Linked DNA regions of Sus scrofa: region 2 is linked to region 1. Evidence: chromatin contacts called from public HiChIP or PLAC-seq data. All regions are on one chromosome and are shown on one strand. The core of a region is the stretch at or near the end of the contact, and the rest is flanking DNA. Distances in the headings are between cores, read along the strand shown.

What was found. HiChIP or PLAC-seq counts read pairs in DNA pulled down with a chosen protein or histone mark.
Region 2: a contact with region 1 is called in an H3K27ac HiChIP or PLAC-seq map of skeletal muscle, with 7 times the contacts expected there. The contact joins the promoter of LOC100524475 here to the promoter of TLE4 in region 1. A contact is called at or near these places in 1 of 5 promoter capture datasets (liver), 2 of 47 Hi-C or Micro-C datasets (embryonic fibroblasts and heart right ventricle) and 1 of 2 datasets of contacts at active chromatin or transcription factors (skeletal muscle).

The regions. Positions count from the first base shown.
Region 1 is chr1:232,354,234-232,358,041 of Sscrofa11.1, reverse strand. It overlaps TLE4 (transducin-like enhancer protein 4), which reads right to left and starts at 2,083. Exons shown (of 20, transcript XM_001924195.6): 1 at 1,192-2,083; 2 at 253-350. The coding sequence starts at 1,236.
Region 2 is chr1:234,368,914-234,372,721 of Sscrofa11.1, reverse strand. It overlaps LOC100524475 (transducin-like enhancer protein 1), which reads left to right and starts at 2,067. Exons shown (of 20, transcript XM_003480540.4): 1 at 2,067-3,428. The coding sequence starts at 3,405. It overlaps SPATA31D1 (spermatogenesis-associated protein 31D1), which reads right to left and starts at 1,756. Exons shown (of 7, transcript XM_005660180.3): 1 at 1,638-1,756.

The sequences.
Region 1 (3,808 bases), core at 834-3,333:
TCAGCGTTTTCCAAGTCTCCCCAGTTTCGATTGTTCGGCCTTTTAAGGTTTTGGTTTTTTAATTTATGGGAGAAGGAGGAAATGCTTAATTTCTTTACACCTGCCAAAGGAAAAGAGGCCTGGACTTGCCCTTTCTGCCCACAAGGAAAAATGACAATACCTCTGCGGTGGCCAAAAAAAGGGGGGGTTGTACGGGGGTGGGGAGACAAGAGCTAAGCAAACAGAAGAATCAGCTAAAGTCAATATCGTTACCTGTGGTATTGAGCCTGTAAAAACTGAAACTCTTCCTTAATCCGATCACAGGACTCGGAAATGGTAAATTTAAAGGGCTGAGCAGGCTGGTGCGGTGCCTAAAGAACAACAATAAAATATTTAATTAGCCCACAGTAGAGGCAAGGCAGAGAGATGCAGAAAACACAGCACGCCGCGCTGGCGGGGGGTTGGGGGTGTCATCGCGCTAGCAGGCAAAGAGCGATTAAAACTCTCCTCCTGCCCCCTCCCCTGGCCGCAAAGCCCAGTGGAGGCTGCAAGCGGGCTGGCCAAGGGCCCCCGCGTCCTCTCGCCCGCTCGGGCCCCCCAAGGGTTCGAGACCCCCGCTCTCCTCCTTCGCCGGCCGTGAGCAACCACCCGGAGCGCCGCGCCCACTGCCTCCCCACCCGGAATCGAAACGGGCCAGTCGGGGGGACGCGCGCCATGGCGTCGAGCCGCGGTCAGGTCGGGGGAGGGGGCACGCAGCCGCCACCCTCCCCGGCCGACTGGTTCGCTCTTCCCCTGGGCGTGCGGCGCGAGTGGAAGGCGTCCCGCACTCCCGAGCCGCTGCCGGACCCGCCGCGCCGCCGCTGAGGGCGCCCTCCCCGCCCCGGCGCGGAGTCGCGCCTCCTCCATCGCTAGCCACCCCTCCTAGAGGAGTCGCGGCGCGGGGACGACAAACGGCTCCGCGCGCCTTCCAGGGGCTTCAAAGACAACAATAAGAAAATGGCTACAACTCTGTTGCCTCTCCGCACCCTGGCTCCGAAAGTGCCACTGAGCCCGGGGGGAGAGGTGGTGGGGGCGGGCGACTCCCCGGGCAGGGAGCCGGGTTCGGGCCGCCCTCCACGCCCCTCTGGTCACAGACACAACTCGGCACGCAGGGGGCGACGCGGGGAATCCCCCGGCGCTCGGCGAGCCCGCGCCCCTGACGCCCGCACTCACCGGGTGTCTGGTCTGTGGGTACATCTTGCTCAGGTCGCGAATCATCCAAACCGATTTAGTTGGCTACGCTGGGCAGAAGCGCGCGGCTCATTGGCTTTAAAGGCCCGGAGGAAGAGGCGGCGGAGGCGGCCGGCCGGGTCCGAGGGGCGGCTCGGGCGGTCCTGGCCCCCGCCGGGTCTCGCGTGACGCGGGCGGCAGGAACGCGCGGCAGCGGCGGGCTGGGTGCAGACAGCCGGGCCCCTCTGCATTCCCCGCGGGCGTCACTGGCCCGCCGCGGGCATTGTCCGGCGCGCGTCTCCCGCGGCAACGCTCCGACGTTCGCTCCGCCGAGGCGCGCCCGCCGAAGCTGGCGCCGCGGCCGCGCCGCTCACCCAGCCGGGAAAGTGCGAGCTCCGCGTCCCAGCGCTTGCCGGCAGCGCCGCCCGCTCGCTCACTGGCTCGCTCGGCGTCCCACTCCAAACTTTTTTTATTTGTCTTTTAATTGGTTGTTATTCCTCCGAATGAATGATCTCTCTCTTCTTTCCTAAAAGCAAACACAAACTCCTTTGGTTCGGAAGAGATCTCGGCGGTGCTTTTTGGTTTCTCTGGAGATTTTTTTTCACCTCACAGCAACGATCTTTTAAAAGGCACCTTTTAGCTTCTTTTACCACATCTCATTTCCTTATTTTTCTTCCTTCCTGTTTTCTTGTCTTTTTAAACCCCAAATTGGAGGGGATTATAAAAATAAAAGAGAGTGAAACGCTTGCGGCTTTAAAAAAAAAAAAATCTCTCTCCTTTCAAACTCTGCGAACACCACCTCAAAATAATATACAAGTGTGTGAGAGGGGGAAGAAAGCAGCCAACAGCCCAAACACCCGCTCGGAACAGCTCTAACAACACGTTCGGTGTAGGTGACTTCTTTGACCAAATTTAGCAGCGGCTAATCATTAACATTCTGATACATATTCACAACCGTCCGTGGAGGGCCCGCGAAGCATCCCGGGAGATGTAGTCCGCCCCCGGCGGCCGCAGCTGAGGATTCCGCCAGATTGACTACAATCACCGGCCCGCCACGCGACCACTCTGGGGTGCTCTCCAAGAGCCCCTCCCACCCCCTGCGCAGTAGGCGTCTCCAGCAACCAATCAGAGATGGCTGAACATTAATCGCTGTTCTGTGTTACTGCCCATCATTTCACTGTTGACAAATGGCAAGCTAGGGGGGAGGAGCCGGCGGGGTTGGAACCCACGTGGGGGCCGGGCGTCGTCCGCGGCTCGGACCAATGAATGGAACGTTATGGGGTTAGCAGAGGCGGGGCGGAGATGGCCCGCCCAAGGCGGAGCTTCGCCTTGGATGACGTTCCTTAGCGCGAGCGTTCGAACCGAGGAAACATTTGTTCGGCTGTCAATCAAAGTAACGTGGGCCTGGGAGAAGCGGTGGCTGCTGCTGCTGCTGTTGCCTCTGCCCTGGCTGTATCTTCAGAACTGGGTGTTGGTGGCGATGGTGGCGGCAAAATAAAGAGGGTGGAGGGGGCGGTGAGACTGGAGGCTAGTCAGAAGATCTTCCGAATTCGGGTTCTCGCACCCGCCCCGCTCCAATCTAAACACCCTCGGCCCCTTGCTCCCGGCCGCGCCAGGAATGCGGACTAATTAGGGTCCAATGTCTCCTTAAAGAGACAAGCTCGGCCTTGTGTAATGCTCCGAAACCCCTGTTGAGACAAGAGAGGGAAGATCACGCCGATCCCACTTCGTTCAGTTCACATCAATTTTACGCGCCGCTGGAGCCGGCATAATTTTCCGTGTGAACGCTGATTCAGGCCCCTGTTCTTGTTTAGAGCTGGAGACTAAGCTGCAAGATGCTGACTGGGACGAGGGACGGGGACGCGGGGCGGGGCAGGAGGGGGGGTTGGGGAGGGCGTCTCTCGGAGTCCCTAGTGGGCTACGATTGCAGTTTAATCCGGTAGAGGGGCCTCCTCCCCCAAGCAACTCTTCAAGGAAGCTTTCCTGGACGTTTCGACCAGGGGTCCCGAGGGCGTAACCGTGGAGTTTCGGGGTGGGGCTGGAGGCCCCAGGGGCAGGGGTCGTCAATTCCCAAAAAAACTTTTTCGAGGGGGCTACCCGCAGTCCACAGACTGTCAGTCGGTCCACACGAAAGTAGCTTCATCTAGGTGCTACCCTCCAAGCACTGAAAAGAAAACGGCCCAGCGCGCCCAGAGATGCTCCCTCCTCTGGGTCAGTAGGATGAAGATTACCCCTCATTTTCCCGCTTTCTGGAGGAACAAGTTGAGTTTGTCGCCGTTGAAACGGGCAGGAAACCACGCAGGCCACGAGAGATGGCGGGTCGGCCACAGCTGGGACCAAGGCTAGAAAGGTGGGGGCAGTCGGAGGAGCAGAGGTTGGGGGAGGGGCATCCCTATGGTAGGCGCTAAGGAGGTAGACGTGGACTTGGTGGCAAGAAGGGGCAGGCAAAGTTCCCAACCCCTAGTCCTCATCTAACTGGGAGCAGCTCTCCGATTTAAGAGGAAGCTGCGCGGCCCGAAACCTTTCCTAGCTAGCCTCTATCCTTTGGGGGCCGGTAGGATTGCAGATAAAGTCAACTGGGGGCTTGGCTGACTTAAGGATCTGAGTTTTGGACGTGTGT
Region 2 (3,808 bases), core at 818-3,317, 2.0 Mb before region 1:
GCGCAGGCAGCCAAAGGACAAAGCTTAATTGCCGATAGCCATATAATTCAAAAATTCTTGTATATGGAGAAAACCTGTCTTGTCATCACCAAATTTAACCAAAAAAGGGGCAGCGCTTCCTTCCTATTGATTTTCCAAGTTAGAAAAATGAATAATAGGAACCACTCTCCAACCTCACTTAATGAGAACATGGCAAAGCCACAATGCTGAACTTGTTGGAGAATTACTATGACCTTATACAGACTGCCTAAAATCGCTCCTTTAATTTTTCATTTATAATTGATATTTGAGATTGATCCAATTATAGACAAATCAATATTAAACATTTTTAAGAACTCCACCATTGAAATGTATTGTCTAAAATGATTCTTTTAATATTTCCAGAAAAAGTTCTCCGTAAAAGCAAATCTCAAAATAGAACGTTATTTCTGATTAATAAATGCCTTTCCATAACTCTCTTGAAGGTAAAATAATGGGAACATTGGGGCAATTAACACCAAAAAATTCAGTACGTTCCAACCTAAGATAAATGCTTGTCAAAGATGTGTCTTTCTTATGGAAGAATTCACCACCATTTGGCTAAAACGGCATTATTCACTTACCAATCACGTGGAAATAACTCAAATAAATGCAGCAATATATAAGATTTTCTGCTATGTGGTGTATTTGCTATGTGGTGTATTTAGAAAAACAGATCCAAACTGGAGATTTATACATTTTGCCTTGTCTATTTAAATTTTTGGAATCCCTTTTAAGTCAAGTTCCACCTCATAAGAATTTTAGCCAGGTCATTTATCCAAAGCTTCCCAATCAATGCCTTACACAGCTCAGCCGGCCAGAGGGGCGGGGGTGGGGGTACCATCCGAACTATGGAGGTGGGGTGGGCAGGACAGGTTTTTCAGGTCTAGATGCTGTTTATCCCACACACTCTCTCTCTTTGTTTCTACTAATTGGAAACAGACTCGTGGTCATGTTGCTGAGAAGCCCCTAGAAGTCTGAGCAGCTCTCTATCTCCCAACACAGCGAAATCTGGACTTTTAACAGAAGAACCGAAATTTCGCGCCGCGGGCAAAATATCGCATCTGAGACTACGACGCGCGTGCCTTACCCTGGGTTCCTTCCCGCCAAATCAAGGCAGCCCGATCTTTTTGCAAGGTGGTTTGAAATTTTCTAATAAAAACCAACTCCTACCACCTTGGGTGCAAAGGGGGCGTGGGCATTAAAAGCCTAGTCTTAGGCGGCTGCTGTATGTACGCCAGCCAATGAGTTGCTCATGTACGCATTTTCCACCAAGTGCACAGTCCACTTCTCCTGCATCCGCCAAAAGGCAGCTCGAGGAAAAACAATCCTCAGAGAAATTTTTGAATGTGACCTCACTTTCAATAGTAGCATCAAACAGGGGACAAGCACCGAAAGATTCCTTTGGCTCGAACTACCAAAAAGCACCCCTTCTCCCTCATAAGAACCTACGGGGTTAGTCTCTGAGTTTCACTGAGATCTAAAGATTTTCATTAAAGGGAAAAGTGACAAGTGGGCAGCATTTTTGCAAATTCGAGCCCCCAGCTTCGACCGCTGCACGTTGGCCTGTCCCTCCCGCTTGCGCGCTCCCGCGCGTTCCCTTGCTTGCCCCACGTTACTTTGACTGACAGCCCGGCCCCGCCGCTCTCCTTCTCTCCGACCTTCCCATCCCCGGTGCCAATCTTCGCGTCTCGCCGCTTTCCATTGGCTGGTTTCGGCGTCCCGCGGCTCCTTCAGGAACAGTTCCTCGCCGAGCCCGGGAGGACGCGGCTGGCGGAGGGGAGGTGGGGGTGGATGGGAGGAGAGACGGGGGAGACGGCGGAGAGGGAAGCAAGCGGGGCGGGAGAGAAAGGAGGGAGAAGGGGAGACAGCCCGTCCGGTGCCGCGCTGCCATAGGCTCTGGGGAGGTGTCGCGTCACCACCCCACGTTGGGTCTGGCGCATGCGATTGGCTGACACGGGCCTTCCCGCTCCCCCCTCTCCACTCGCCGGGCCCACGTACCCCGCCAGCTCCTCGCTCTCGCCCCCGCCCGCGCAGGGCTGGGCGGGGCCGGCGCTGGTTAGCTCCGGAGTGTGAAACCGCGTGTTAATGTAACCGGCGCGAGAGGCGCGGGCGGCGGCGGCGGCGGCGGCGGTGGCGGCGGCGGCTGCAGGAGCAGCAGCAGCGGCGGCGGGCACCCTCTGCCCCGCGTCCCTGAGGCAGCCGACTGCGCTACCCCCACCCTCGCACGGCCGGGCGGCTCCCTCGCCACCAGCCCGGACCTTCGCTGGCCCTTGGCGATTACTCCGGACTCGCCCACGGAGTTTGCCTGCTGGGGAAGGAGGCCAAGCGTCGGAGCGCACTCTTGCGCTTTTCCCTACCATCGAGTGGATGTCGTTCCCCGGGTCGTGAGAGAACTTTGGAGCGGGCTGGAGCGCCCTTTGCGGAGAGGTAGACGAAGAGAAGGAAAGAAAGAGGGCTGACGGAGAGGATCGGAAGAAGGGGTCCGGAGTGGCCGGGCGGGCCGTGTGCGGCGAGTGTGCACGGGCCGTGTTGCTCGGATGCGCCCAGGGGTCGAGGAGCAGCGGAAGGCTGCGGGACTACTCTCCGCCGAGTAGTCCCGTCGGGCCAAGAGGGTTTGTACAACCGCGGAAAACAGCAAGAGCGGCCCGCACGGGGCGTGCCGAGACGCCTCCCGGCGCGCCCTCCACACTTTGCCCACCTCGTCGTCATCCCGCGCTCCTCCGCTCGGGTTAAGCCTGCGGAGCGCCGGACACGGAGCCTCCCCCGGGGCCCGGACCTCGCCCCTCGCCGCCTCCAGGGACCCTGCGAGCGCCCGGTCTTGGGCGCCTCCCGGACCTGCAGGGGTCGGCTGTGAACGTCGTCACATTTGTTTTGTGGGGTTAGCGGGGGCGCTTGCCACCTGCACCTCCCCGGCTGCTGGCGCCGCGGGGAAAACCCGGCTAGGAGGCGGACCGGGAGAAGAACGGTGGAGAGCAACCCGCCTGGATTTGTTTGCCCGGGACGGGTGCGGCACACGCGGATCGCTGAGGGGAGCGCAGCGAGTCACCGCGCCCCCACCTCCTCGTCCCGGCGGCCCAGGCTCGCGATTTGGAGTGCGGCCCCGGGCGCCGGCGGCGCCCCGCAGGTTCTAGGTGCAGCGGGGCCCGGGGTGCCCTGTGATGTGGCCCTGAAGGTGGGAGCCCGCACCGGCGGGAACAGGAGCTGCTGGGCGCCGAGTGGCCTCTGCGCCCAGCGGAGCGCGCCTGCGTGCGTGGCCAGCGCGCCCCCCGCACTTCCCGCTACTGCCCGGCTTCTCAGCTTAATTTTCCTCGGCGGGATTAAAGTTGGAAATTGAGCGGAGAATTGAGTTGCCCGGGAACGGAGCCGCGGCCGCCGCCAGAGCGATGTTCCCACAGAGCCGGCACCCGGTGAGGCGCGGCTGGCTGGCTGAGTGGGGGACAGGGGGTGAGGGGTGGTAGGCGCTCTTGCTGTGTGGTAAGGAGATGGGTGGGTGCTGCATTCTGGCCGAACCCCTGGCTTGGGAGGTCGAGGGCCCTCCTCTCCTGGGTTGGGGAGTGGGCTGAAACTCTAAATTTCCCCGTTTGCTCTGTGCCCCCTCCTACTTGAGGTCTAGACTGGGCGGGTGGGGGCGCCCGGAGAGACTGGGGTTTCTTTCCAGCAGACACATCCTCCCCCTTCCCAGAGGCGAGTAGGGCGCCCCCACCTTTGTTTCTCGTCTTGCCTATTTACATGTCAATGCGGCCCCCTTTCCAGCAATGCTGGAGGTGGCCCCGGCGGCTCTGGGAAC